Linked DNA regions of Rattus norvegicus: region 2 is linked to region 1. The links are chromatin contacts, called in public Hi-C maps. All regions are on one chromosome and are shown on one strand. Each heading gives the region's core, a stretch centred on a gene start, on an enhancer-like site or on the middle of the called end of the contact. The rest is flanking DNA. Distances are from core to core; before and after follow the strand shown. Region 1 holds the start of Haus6 (family with sequence similarity 29, member A). Region 2 holds the start of Rps6 (ribosomal protein S6).

The links. Hi-C and Micro-C count contacts between places; a contact is called where the count stands out from the background.
Region 2: a Hi-C map of liver shows a contact between it and region 1, with 6 times the contacts expected there. The contact joins the promoter of Rps6 here to the promoter of Haus6 in region 1. A contact is called at or near these places in 1 of 12 Hi-C or Micro-C datasets (liver) and 1 of 1 datasets of contacts at active chromatin or transcription factors (oligodendrocytes).

The regions. Positions count from the first base shown.
Region 1 is chr5:106,195,914-106,203,014 of GRCr8, forward strand. It overlaps Haus6 (family with sequence similarity 29, member A), which reads right to left and starts at 3,159. Exons shown (of 17, transcript NM_001401872.1): 1 at 2,822-3,159. The coding sequence starts at 2,949. It also overlaps a transcript of Plin2 not described here.
Region 2 is chr5:106,418,020-106,425,120 of GRCr8, forward strand. Rps6 (ribosomal protein S6) reads right to left here and starts at 2,521. Exons shown (of 5, transcript NM_017160.1): 1 at 2,501-2,521; 2 at 1,857-1,988; 3 at 1,303-1,513; 4 at 1,028-1,174. The coding sequence starts at 2,506. It also overlaps a transcript of Dennd4c not described here.

The sequences.
Region 1 (7,101 bases), core at 1,909-4,408:
TCCTTAAGTACTATACTATTTTCTTAAGATGCATTTTAATAATTTGCTTGTCCTCACTATATACACAAACTTTAAGCTAGAAGCTAGAAAAACTGTCTCCTCCCAAAAATATCCTAGTTGGACGAGCATTCAACAGGTGTTGAGTGGACACATACACCACCTCCACCTCTTTTCCTTCCGGCTGCCAATGTACAGGTGTGGATAACTATGCAGCTCTCCTTTCCCTCTAGTCCACGCCCTAACAAAACTAATGAGACTTTCCAAATACAGTCTTTGAGACAAATCCTTGGGCTGAGACAGTTTATAAGAACAGAAGTTAATATATGCTCATATAAACTATAAACTCAGAGAATTACAAAAAGTTTGCCACAGAGGTGAACAGAATTTGTTGTCTTTAAGTAAACATAACATGATATTCGCCCTCGAGGTTATAATTAAGTTTGATTGGTAACTGTTTAGTAGTTACTACTATTAGCATATGCAGTGCTTTATTTAGATGTCTGTTCTAGGTGGTTCAGCAGGTAAAGGTGCTTACCACTAAGCCTTACTACCTGAGATCCATTCCATTCCTGGGACACCCACATGGTGGCAGGAAAGTGTTGACTCCACACAAATATATATCTATATATCTATCTATATTTATATCTATATCTACATATAGAGAGAGAGACTGAGAAATCAAGAAATAGATGAGACACCTTAGTAAAGGAACTTGCTTCCCAGAATTGCAAGCCGGGAGATCTGAGTTCTATTCCAAACTCTGGTAAATCATCTAACATAACATTGTCCTTTGATGTTCACACACTTGACATGCACACAGACAGTAAATGAAACCCCACCTGACAGTTGGAGGTAGAGACAGGAGGCTTAGGAGTAAAAGGAAGGAAGAAAAAGGAGGGAGGGGGAAGGGAGGGAAAAATAGATGCCTAGGTGCATTAACACAGTCACTAGAACTGAAATTATATTGGCAACAGTCAGGCATAATGGCACACTCCTGCAATCCTAGCACTCCACAAGTCAAGGCAAAAGGATCATCACAAGTACAAGGCCAGCTGGGTGGAGTAAGATCTATCTAGGGGCCTGGGGATTTAGCTCAGTGGTAGAGCGCTTACCTAGGAAGCGCAAGGCCCTGGGTTCGGTCCCCAGCTCCGAAAAAAAAGAACCAAAAAAAAAAAAAAGATCTATCTCAAGAAACAAGCCAAGCTGAGCATAGTGTCTCATGCCTTTAGTCCCAGTACCTAGGAAACAGAGGCAAATGGATCTCTTGTGAATCTAAGGACAGCCTGGTCTACATGGTAAGTTCCAGGATAGCCAGAGAGCTAAATAGTGAGACCCTGTCTTGAAAAAACAAAAGTTGAAGAGAAAAAGAAAACGATTAAATAGATGGAGGCAACAGATGACAGATGTATCCTCAGATTATTCTTGTCCTTGGTGAGGAACATAAACTGTCTCCAGCCCTGTTTCTGGAAATTCCAACACCCTCTTCTGGTAGCATAACTGAATGTGTGAGGGAGGGTCTTGAAAGATGTAACAGCAGCAAAAGTTTCTGGAAATGCATCAACCAAAAGTTAACACAAAATCAGCACTTAAGCAGAGGCAAGCAGATCTGGAGGCCAAGCTCTATGATCTTTCATCTCAAAGATTCTTTAGTATGCAAATTTACTTTCATCCTTAATAGTAAAATTAACTGTATGTCATGGAATTACTTTAAAATAACATATATAAACTATTACAAGTGAATGATTGTATACTATATATACACATATATATGTACGTATGTATGTATGTATATTTAACTGAGGTTGCATAAAAACGTCTAAAGCATCAAAAAAACAAAAGTCATTTAACCAGGTATGATGGTACATTTTAATCCCGGCACATAAGAGGCAGAGGCAGGCTGACATCTGAGTTCAAGGCTAGCTGCTCTAAAAAAAAAGAGCTCCAGGACAGCCAGGGTTGTTACACAGAGAAGCCTTGTCTTGAAAAAATAAACAAACAAAAAAATCAAACACAAAATTCAGAGACTGGAGAGATGTCTCTAGAGGTTAAGAGCATTGATTGCTCCTCCAAAAGACACGGGTTCAATTTCCAGAATCCACATGGCAGTTCTAAACTGAAACTCCAGTCCCAGGAGATCTGACAACCTTGCACAGACATACAAGCAAGCAAAACACCTATGCAGAGGAGCCAGACCGTGGTGGCACATGCCTTTAATCCCAGAACTCCGAACGCAGAGGCAGGCGGAGTCTATAGAGCGAGTTCCAGGACACCCAGGGCTACACAGAGAGAGGGTGTTTGGGTTTTGTTTTTGGTTTTTGGTTTGTTTTTGTCTCAAAATACCAAAATAATAAGTGATGATGATAATAATGATGGGGATGATATAATAATGGAATCACTCTTTTAATTAAATTATAAGGAGAAAAGGGTGCTTGAAATCGGAAGTTCGGGTCTAAAGTACATGAGTATAAACAAGGTACTTCATTTTGTGATCACAACCATAATAATTTAAGTGGCAAAAGAAAGGGTATCGGCTTTTGATTTTTCATTCATTGTTTTGGCCAGCTGTAACATGCTTTAGTTCGGATTCCAAGTTTAAACCCACAGTCAACTGCTTATAAGACGTTTGCATATACAGTTCCCCGACGCCTCCCACCAACTACAGACCACAAAGGCAGGGAGGGTTAAGAGGGCCCGCCGTTTTGTCTCAACTGCAGGGCACTCCTCCCTACACTGGTGACGAACAGTCAGTCCCCCGCCATGGGCTGGCGGCCTCTGAGTTTTGCCTCCACCGGGGACCGCGCCACCGCCCGGGTCTCCTTACTCTCCAAGGTGCGCGTAGGATACCATCTTCCCGCCGACCCTGACGCCGGAACTCGGATCCAAACCCAGCGCCTGCAGGTACATCCAGAGATGCTGCTTCTCGAAAGCGGAGTCCCGGGCGGAGCTCATGCTTTCCAAAGGCACGGCGACTCTGACGGAGGAAAACGAAGGCACCGAAACCGTGAGGACCCTTGGACCCCTCCTCCTACAGGCATCCCGAGGTGACGGCAACCCCTCTGCTGCGGCCGCCTGCTGCCTCCTCTCCAAGAGCCATCACACCACAAAAGGCCGAACGCGCCCAGAAAACCAGGGCAGTGACTGCAGCGATACACGCAAACCAAGACTCCCGCGCTTGCGCAAGGACACAGTGCGCCGGCGCCGGCGCCGCCTGACTTCCGGGACTGGTCTTCCGAGGAAGCTCTAGCTCCCACCGTGCAATGCGCCAACTCCCTCAGAGAAACTACAAGACCCACAAAACCTTGCGTGACCAGCAACTTGCTCCAAGGGCGGGTAACCAGGTGTTTTCTAGAGCCCTCCGGGCCTAAGTTCCGGGTTCTTTGAGTTTTCGGTTTCTCTTGCTCAGTATGTGATTGCTGTTCGGAAAAAGCTACACTGTAACCCTTTGTAGTGAGTAATGCAAGTGTATGACCCTGAACAAATTATCTTTTCCTTTGTTTTAAGCCAGGGTCTTGTCTGGTGGAGGCGGCGGTGTACTTTTTTTTTTTTTAATACCAGCATTCGAGAAGCGGAGAACTTGTTAGTTCGAGAACACTACTGAGTGAGTTCCGGGACAGTCAGAGCTATACAAAGAAACCCTGTCTGGAAAAACACAAAACAAAACAAAAAAGACGGTCTTGCTATGTAGCTCTAACTGAGCTGGGACTCTGTATGTGTCCCAGGCTGGCATCGAAGTCTGTACCTGTCTTCCTACTATGAGAATTAATGGACAAGAGCCACTGGGTCAGGTGGAGTTGCTCATTGATCACCTCATCCCGAGTGCTTGGCAAAATTTATATAATCAAATGTTTCTTTGGTCGTAGAGGTTGGGAGTCAAGAGAAGATTTCTTTTAGCCTCATCTGGCCTTCAACTCCCTTTCCAAAGGAGGGTGACCCTGAATTCCTAATTCTGGAAGGCTCTCCATCTTCCAAATGCTGGGATTGGTGGGAGGCACCACCAGCCAGACTTCAACTTGCTGTACCAGAAGTCTGTCTCTTGCTAAGCATACAGCTTCCTCTTCCAGCACCCTGGCTATTCTTTCTCCATCATCCCCTCTATAACAAGTCTTTCAAGGTGGGAATATCATATTTCACATTACCATATCAAACAATTATTACCTCCTGACTTAGTAAAAGCACCAGCTCCTGTAGTTTTCGAGGAGGTCATCTGAGATTTCCAGCGCACCAGAGTTCATTCTGAGATCTGACGTTGCTCACAGGAGGTTTTGCATTATCCACATAGGTGATTAAATATCCCAGCCTCTCAGTTAACTGACCTTGTCTAAGTCTGTCTTCCGTTCTGTTTATGGTATGTAACCCTTTATGTTGTCATTTTTGCTGTAGTATTTCCATAATCTCAACCTAACTTCGATGCACAATCCCTCCACATCTCATATATTCATACATGAATTCGTGGAATTACACAGATGTACAGGATTCAATTTGCTTGATTTGTTATCCATATAGTGATTCAAATTATCCTTTATTTGGACAATGAGAACTTTCTCAAATTTCCAAGAAATTGAAGGCTCATTTTGGGCAGTTCCTGCCTCAGGCCTGGAGTCAGCCATTTCTTCCAGAAGCCCTGCTTTCTTTTAGTGAGAAATACTTTGTGACCACAACCTGGGCAAAAATGACATTCATACTTACTAAAATATAGACCTGTATTTTAGTTTATAGAATATTTTTAGCTAATTTATACTTGATACTGTTCTGTGACCAGCGGTGTTTTGTGCCACTAGGCGTCTCACAAATTCGGTTTTTGAGATAATCTTTTTGTGTAGCGTGTGAAGGTGGTCATTGTACATTCAGATATTGATGCTGTACCAGCAGATAGCCGAGTACTGTCCACATTTTGGTTTTGTTATTCTTTTTTTTTTTAAGATTTATTTATTTATTATATATAAGTACACTGTAGCTGTCTTCAGACACACCAGAAGAGGGCATCAGATCTCTTTACAGATGGTTGTGAGCCACCATGTGGTTGCTGGGAATTGAACTCATGACCTCTGGAAGAGCAGTCGGGTGCTCTTAACCGCTGAGCCATCTCTCCAGCCCTTGGTTTTGTTATTCTTATGGATTATCAACTGTCCCAGTATTTTGTAAACATATGCCTTCCTCACTTACTAACTGATTTTATAAAGATAGGGTGGCCAATTGCTGCCAGGGGAGGAAAGGCAGGACTTCCTAGGAGAAGAGGGTTTCTGGGAGAGGAACCAGACATGGGGGATTCACCAGCATGACATGAGAAGGAACAGTTGCTGGGAATGAATGGGAAAGACAGGTAATGGGCCATGTGGAGGGACAGAGGCCAGGATTTGGCAGGTTGGAGTAGCTGAGAATCTGCCAGCCATAGAACCTATGTTTTCATAAATAACAAGTCTCCGTGTCTTTATTCCATCCACTGGCATTCTAAGTCCAGCTATATTCAGTTTTCTTTTTTTTTTCTTCTTCTTTTTTCTTTTTTCTTTTTTTCGGAGCTGGGGACCAAACCCAGGGCCTTGCGCTTGCTAGGCAAGCACTCTTACCACTGAGCTAAATCCCCAACCCCTATATTCAGTTTTCTTAAACTTTATAGTAAATCCAGCACTGAGGCAAGATAAGATTTATAAAATTTTAAGAGGACTTGGGGAGGGGAAAGAACCCTTCCCAAGATCTACTTTGGGGTCTACTTTGTGTTTCCTAATGAGTGAGTCAAGTTTCAACGCAACTGATAGAACCCAAATTGCCTGCAAAGGTAGTGCTTGCTTTCATGAAGACAACTCAGATGAAGGGTTTTGGGTTTGTTGAGATACCATCTCATTATGGATCCCTAGCCATGTAGAACTCGACTGTGGCCTTGAATTTAACTACATTAGCATTCTTTTGCTGCCCTCAAACCTAAACAATGCCCTTCAAAAAAAAAAAACCACTTTACAATTTCATGTGCAATAATTTTGTTATCTTTCTTGAGACAGGGACTCCTGTAGCATAGGATGGTCCCACATTCACTATGTAGCAGAGGCTGGCCTTGGACTCTGACCCTCCTGCCTTCTACCCCCCAAAACCTTCAGAGTTCTGGGACTGAAGACATGCAACACCAGGCCCAGCTGGAAATTTTTCAAGATAAGAAAAAAGAAGTAAAGCAGCTCTAATGTTTTTTACTTAATTTTTAAACTTCTCATGATCTTTAAACCTTTTTGTAAATTATATCCCCCAAGCCATGTGACTTAGAAGGCCATAGAGTCATACTTTTAACCATTTCATGCTAGATGTGGTGGTGCATGACTATAATCCCAGCACTCAGGAGGCAGAGGCAGGAGAACCTCTGAGTGTGAGGCTAGCCTGATCTAAGTAGTGAGTTCCAGGACACCCAGTGCTACATAGGGAAGCCCTGTTTCAAAAATCAAAAAAGGAAAACAAAAGAATGTCCTAAGAAACAGAAAATAGGGCTGGAGAGATGGCTCAGCGATCCATCTCTGACTGCTCTTCCAGAGGTCCTGAGTTCAATTCTGAGCAACCACATGGTGGCTCACAACCATCTGTAATGGGATTCAATGCCATCTTCTGGTGTGTCTGAAGACAGCAACAGTGTACTCACATACATAAAATAAGTAAATATAGCTTTCAAAAAAACAAAAAAACAAAACAACAGAAAATAGCAAATGATGTTCAGTTTTTTAAAAAAAAGACTTTCTGGTCAAATTTTATGCTACCCAATTTTTGTATTTTTATTACACGTTTGTGTGTGTGTGTGTGTGTGTGTGTGTGTGTGTAGAGAGAGAACAGTTTGAGAAAGTCACTTCATCACATGGGTCCTAAAGAGTCAAACTCAGATCGTCAGGCTTGGCACCTTTACCCATTAAGCCATCTCACTGGCCTACAGCTAAATATTATTACAAAGGGATTTCAGCAGTTAAACATTAAAGAATTGTATAAAATGATACATGACGCAGAACAAGTTCTCTTACAAATGTTCACGTCATTTACAACTAAGATCAAGCAGCCAAAAAGGAGTAGATTAATAAAGCCACAGGAATAAAACAGATGCAAATATTTAAAAAAAAAGATACGTATTATGTGTTG
Region 2 (7,101 bases), core at 1,271-3,770, 220 kb after region 1:
TGCCCAGTGTATAACACACGCCTAGCACACCCAAGCCCAACTCAGTCCCCACCATCTACCCAAGGCCAGTGCTGTCCCCCAAACATAAGTATTACTCTGGCCCCATGGTCTGCATTGTTATAACCCCACCGTATTTTCAACTTCTCATTTATGTTTTAATCCTATTTTCAGTCCGTGCCTACTATTAGAAATTAACGGTATGTTATAAATTATTCATTTTAGCCTTTTGGATTTACACTCCTTACCCCACATTACAGGCCTCTCTAGAAACAGAACCCTGCTATCATCTCAGCTCAGACCCTTGTAAAATAAGCTGGATAGCCAAGTTCTGCTACAGTTCAGCCACTCTGAACTGCTCATGAGGGGATGATGGACCATTTTTAAACCTTTTGTCAACTAAGTTACACATTCTCTCTAATAGCACACTCTTAATACAAGTCAACAGTCCTGAGTTATTTGTATTAATATACATGCTATGCTTCCTACTGAAGCATTAACATTATGAGGGCTGGAGAGGTGGCTCAGCGGTTAAGAGCAGACTGTTCTTCCTGCTCTTCCAGAGGACCACAGTTCAATTCCTAGCAACTACATGGTGGATCACAACCATCTATAATGGAATCCAATGCCCTTTTCTGGTGTTAGAAGGCGCAACAGTGTACTCATATACATAAAAGCTTTAAAAAGTATGTATTTGTTCATACATTTCCCTTTAAAATGGGTGTTTCTCCTGATTTTCACAATCTATGTCCCAGAGATGAAAAATATGTGGAGCCATTCATTAGTAAATTAAAGTGGTTCTTCTGTAATCCAAAGCACCAACTTAGAGCCTGGTCCCTCCAAAATGTTGTCTCCTGCAAGTTGTCCTTTAACCCCCCCAACATACACACAAAGTGCTTTAAAAGTTTTTCATGTTAAAATGAGAATACTTTTGTAAAAAATCCTTGTCGCTCCTAATGCCGAAGCCATGAATTTAGCTGTGTGGCAAGCACAGCTGCAGCAATAGCACAAAGGCCCAAATCCCTGTTACCTTCTTTGTTTAAGGGCTTTCTGACAACATACTGGCGGACATCATCTTCTTTGGAGAGATTAAAAAGCTTTCGGATTCTACTAGCTCTTTTAGGTCCCAACCGACGAGGCACAGTGGTATCTGTCAGTCCTGGAATATCCTTCTCTCCTTGAAGAAACAATCGGAATTAAGACATCAAATCTGTCCCACTTTGGTCAATGCCCCACTACCTAGGAGGCAGAACCTTGTGTCCAGGACAACCAATTTCAACTAATAAACTCCAACAAAAGCCTTACCTTTTTTTACAATAACCAAGTTGAGAACACTCAGGTTGGCATCCACAATGCATCCTCGGACAGACTTGCGCTTCCTCTCTCCAGTTCTCCTAGGTCTATAACAAGAATGCCCCTTACTCAAAAGCAGGCGCACTCTGCCATGGGTCAAAACGCCTTGCTTCATGGGAAAACCTTGTTTGTCATTCCCACCGCTGATCCGGACCACATAACCCTGCATCGAACATAAAACGGTACATTTACCAGTTCTGTTCCAAAGTGTGGTTCTTAACTTCTTGTGTGCAACCCCATTAGGAAGAACAACTGAGTTCAACTTCAGCCACTCACTTTTTTGTCTCCGTTTCCAACTAAGGTCAACAAGCAATCTCTCCATTTCAACTTCTACTCCTAACTACCCAGGTCTTACTACAACACGCAAGACTTAAGGCCTTGAATTATAACAAGCAAGAGAGACTCCTCTTGGCACGTTTCCCCAAATTTGATTCTAGCAATGAAACTTAACCAAACCCAACAGCACTTGCTGTGACGAGTTGGGGTAATGATGCCAAAAACTTTACCTTCCACTCTTCACCAAGAGCATCAGCAGCTACTTCTGTGGCCATGCGCTTCTCATAGAACGTACGAAGCTTGCGTTCGTCATCCACTTCTATGAGTTTCTGACAGCCAGTGGCAGGGAAGGAGATATTCAGCTAGGATTTTAAAGGGGGCAAAAGAAGACGACTTTAGGCACCTACACAACTTCAACAATTCACGTGCGCAGAACGTTTTGAGCAGCTCCCACACACAGCAGAAAACCCACGACTCGGACTCGCAGGCCCTGCAAAGTGCCACACGTCAATGGAACATTTTGCCAAAGCTCTGTAGAATGCTATGAGGACGTCAGAGCATTCACCCTCGCGATCTCGGATAGCAGAGTGTCCAGGAGGGGTCAAATGCCGCGGGACACCCGCTGCAAGTGGGGCTTCAGGCCCGCATGTGCCCGGTCGGGTACCGGGCGCCGCCATTGCTCTACGTCCGCTGTCGCGGCGTTGCAATCGCCCGCCATCCGCTCTCCCAAAGGGTCCCAAGGCCCTAAAAGCAAGCTTCCTCCTGCCTCAGACCCTTCCCCGCTTAGTCCGGGTTTTGTGAAAGCCTGGGGCTGAGGCAGTCCCGCGTTCTGGGACTCGAACTGCTTCACTCAGTCCCAGTCAGGGACGCCTACCTTCATCTTGACACAGCCGACCGCCTAGGAGGCGTCACGAAAAAGAGGCCCGACTTCCGCTTAGCCCAGGTCACATAGCACTCTAAGTTCTCGCGAGAATAGCCCGAGCTGGAGCCGGCGGAAGTGAGTTGAGGTGGGTGGTACTTCCGGGGGCGGTACTAGCCGGAATAATGTGAGGCTGGTTTGTAGTGAGGTGTTGGTTGGTATTCTGGATGTTCCCGGTGACAGGGCAACTTGTTTATCACGAATGTTAGCCGCTTCTTAGCTAATTTTTCCCGTTTCCGACCAGACTGGTCCACTGAGGAGCCGAATCCCCGTTTCCGACCATGGTTTTTAGTAGTACCTAAATGGAAAAGCTCGATCAGAATTGTCGCCCGGGCTGGCCTGTCCCTCATCTCTGCGGAAGATTTCCAGTTCAGGATCTTGTCCTGGTCCCAGCGGTTGACGGGAGAAATCTTGAAAGCCAGGCTTTGTTCTGCATCGATCAGAGTGACTCCTATAGTCGCCGGACCGCAGAAGACAAGCAGTCCAGCCGATCCATCACGTCTACCTGGCACAGACAACTATCAGATGCCTCAGTCTTGAGCCTTTCGGCTTTCTGTTTTCTTCTGCCAAAACTTTCTGCTTTGTAGGTGGGGTGAGGGTGACAACTCAGATCGGAGATTGAACCTAGTCTCCCGAGTGTCACTGTCATCTTCAGCTCTTTTTCAAAACAACACCATTTCTGTGCTTCTCTTGTTTACTGCAGTTACATGCTGTTCTGTCCGAACTCAATTTTTGAGACTAAGTGTCTTTGTATAACTCTGGCTGTTCTGAAATTCCCTATGCACACCATACTGGTCTGCTTACTACTGTCACCCATTTCTGACAATGAAATATTGATTAAGCCCATCATGCGATGGAATCAAATGGGAGTTGCCTTTTTATAACTGGCTGGTTTCATTAAATGTAGTCTTTAAGGTTTATATTTTATTGTATGATGGAATTTTCTTTTAAAGGCAGTGTGTGTGTGTGTGTGTGTGTGTGTTCACATTTTTGTGTACTGATTCTTTTGATGAACATTCAAGTTGCGTACACAACATCCTTGAGTATGAATGCCTCAAGCCCTTTAGACATTAGAAGGTGTCTGATCCCTTTGAACTGGAGTTACAAATGGTTGTCAGCTGCCATGAAGGTTCTGGGAATTGAATACTGGTCCTCCGTTAGAGTGGCTACTAGTCTTAACCACTGAGATGTCTCTCTAGACCCTGTTACCTATTATTTTTAAATTTTGGATTGTTAGACCTGCCATTAGTGACTGCCTCTAACCCCTGCGCTATGGAAACAGAAAGACAATTTGCTACAAGTTCTTGGCAGTTAGGTCTATATAGTAAATTCCAGGGTAGGCAGAAATACATACAGTCTGAAGCAAACAAGCAAACAAATGAGATTGGGCTTGGAGAAGCTTGCATGAGATATTGTATATTCTAGAGGCAGGCTTTCACTCTGCAGCCCAGGCTGATGTCAAGCTCCATGGTGGTAGGGGATGACTTCTGATCCCCATGCTGCTACTTCTCATAGGCCTGTGTCACCACTAATCTGCTTATAATTATTTTAGTTCTTTTTTTAAATCTTTTTTTTTCTTATTTTATGTATATGAATACACTATAGTTATCTTCAGACAAACCAGAAGAGGGCATCTGATTATAGATGGTTGTGAGCCACCATGTGGTTGCTGGGAATTGAACTCAGGACCTCTGGAAGAGCAGTCAGTGCTCTTAACCGCTGAGCCATCTCACCAGCCCTATTTTAGTTCTGATATGAGGTCATTGCTCCACTTGGAGTTTTGTTTGTTTCTTAAACCAAGTCTCCCTGTGTTGCCTAGGCTGGCCTCGGTACTTGAACAGTCCTCCTTTTCCAGCCTTCCAAATGGCTGGAGCTACAACACATATGTCATTGGAGTCAGCACAGTGGTCAGCCTCATGTGTCTCTCCAGAGGTAGAATCAGCCTCCTCCTTTCTCATGTAGGTGTGTAGTTGTTCCAGCAATACATGTGATGGGAGCTCTCCCAGCACACTTGACCTGTTCCTTTGGTTTGTATGTCTGTCCAGTGCCAGGTCACACAGTTTGATGACCATAATTTTCCAAGATTCTTAGAATCCTAACACTCAAAAGGAGAGGTGGGAGAGTGCTGAATTCCAGGCCCAGCCTCCACAAGCTAGCAAGACTTCATCACCACAAACAAAACACACACACACACACACACACACACACACACACACACACACACACACACACAATTTATCTATGAATGTCTGGGGCACATAGGGAGAGCCTGTCTTAAAATAGATGAGCAAGGCGGTGCACATCTTTAATCTTAGCACTCTGGAGGCAGAAGCAGACAGATCTCTGTGAGTTTGAGACCAGTCTGGTCTACAGGGTGAGTTCCAGGAAAGACAGGGCAATGTACAAAGAATCTGTCTAAAAAAAGAGAGTAGGGGGTGGGGAGGAGAGAGAGAAGCTGGGTTTTGCTATGGGATAGAGAAGATGGTGAGTATGAGCTTTGTGTAAAACATCAGTACATCCTCAGATGATGTTTCCATGGTGGTTAGATAGGATCTGGAACTTGAGGGCACACCTGTCCCCCAGATTTTGGCTTCTAAATTCGGTGACCTACCCAGAAAAACATGCAATCTTTAGAAAAACCTCACTGAGGGGTTGGGGATTTAGCTCAGTGGTAGAGCGCTTGCCTAGGAAGCGCAAGGCCCTGGGTTCGGTTCCCAGCTCCGAAAAAAAAAAAAAAAAAAAAAGAAGAAAACCTCACTGACTCCAGATCTTTGGCAGATAAACAACAAAGTAAATGTAGACTATTTGTTCCTGAAAGAAAATAATGTCTCAAAAACTAAAGGGGAAAGGTTTCTGACTCTGAATATTAAGAAAGCCATGGTACAGGTCCAGAATGCATGCTGATCTATATAACAGCTGACTTGAACTTTTAAAAATTAGTATGTCTTGGAGGTATACATCTGCCATCAGAGTAGTAGATGAGGCAGAAGGCTGAGGAGTGTAGGGTGAGCCTTAGCTACAGAGCAAGTCTGAGGGCTCGTCTCTCTGCTTCTATGAACTGTTGGTGTCATGGACACCTGTGGATGCCGAAGTCCATGTTCCTTATGTAAAATAGCGTGGTACTGACTACTGCACACATCCTACTTCCTGTGTACCACCTAATACCATATGCATGCTGTGTAAATAGTTGTTTTATGCTATTTGTAGAAGAGTAATGGCTACAAAAAGTTTACAAATGTTCACTATATATGCAGATTTTATTCTCAAATATTCAAGATTATTGTAGATATGTAGAAATCTAGAAATGCAGAGGATTACTGTACAGAGGGAAAGGAAACACCAACCAGGAAAGTGGTGCATGCCTGTACACCAGGATTTGGCAGCTTCAGCAGGAGGATCAATTCCAGTATTTGGGAAATTAAGAAAGGAAGATCACAGGGTTGGGGATTTAGCTCAGTGGTAGAGCGCTTGCCTAGCAAGCACAAGGCCCTGGGTTCGGTCCCCAGCTCCGAAAAAAAAAGAAAAAAGAAAAAGAAAAAGAAAAAGAAAAAAAAGAAAGGAAGATCACGAGTTTGAATCGAGCCTGGGCTACATACTGAGTTCCAGAGCAGCCTGGGCTAACTAGTGAGACACTTTCTCAAACAAAACAACATTAAAATACAGGAAGAGAAGTCGTAGGAGAGGAAATGGGTTCAGTGTTTCAGAGAGCTGTTTGCTTTCTAGCCCAGTCTTGGAAACACACACACACACACACACACACACACACACACACACACACACACACACACACACAGAGAGAGAGAGAGAGAGAGAGAGAGAGAGAGAGAGAATCACTTTATACACAAAAAAGTTCAACTTAAAGGACAATCTCTACTTCTTTCCCTTTTTCATTTATTTATTTATTCACTTTACATCCGGATCAAAGCTCCCTTCCCTCTTCTCTTTCCAGTCTCACCCTTACAAGTCCCTGCCCCCATTACGCCCTCCCCTTCTCACCCTCCCCACCCTGAGACACCAGGTCGCAGCAGGACTGAGTGGATCCTCTCCTACTGAGGCTCAGCCAGGCTGTCCACCTAGGGAAAGAGGATCCAATGGCAGGCAACAGTCAGATACAGCCCTTGCTCCAGTTGTTAGGGGACTCACATGGAGACCAAGCTGTATATTTGCTACAAATAATTAGGGTGTCTAGGTCTAGCTCCTGCATGTTCCCTGGTTGGTAGCCTAGGCTCTGTGAGCCCCCATGGGCCTACAGTTCTATTATTATTATTATTATTATATAAAAATATGTTCTATTATTATCAGTGTGGGTGAGTGCGTGTGAACATGCAAGTGTCATAGTGCATATGTGGCGGTCAGAGGGCATCTTGCAGGAGCTGAATCTCTCTTTCCATCATGTTGGTTCTGTAGATTCAGTTCAGGTCATCAGGCTGGGTGACAAGTTCCCTTACCTCCTGAATCATCTGGCTGGCTCCTTCTAAAAGAGATCTGGGGGTCTGTGGGTGAGATAGGTTCTTTCTGTAGCCCCGGTTCTCCTGGAATTCACTCTATAAATCACG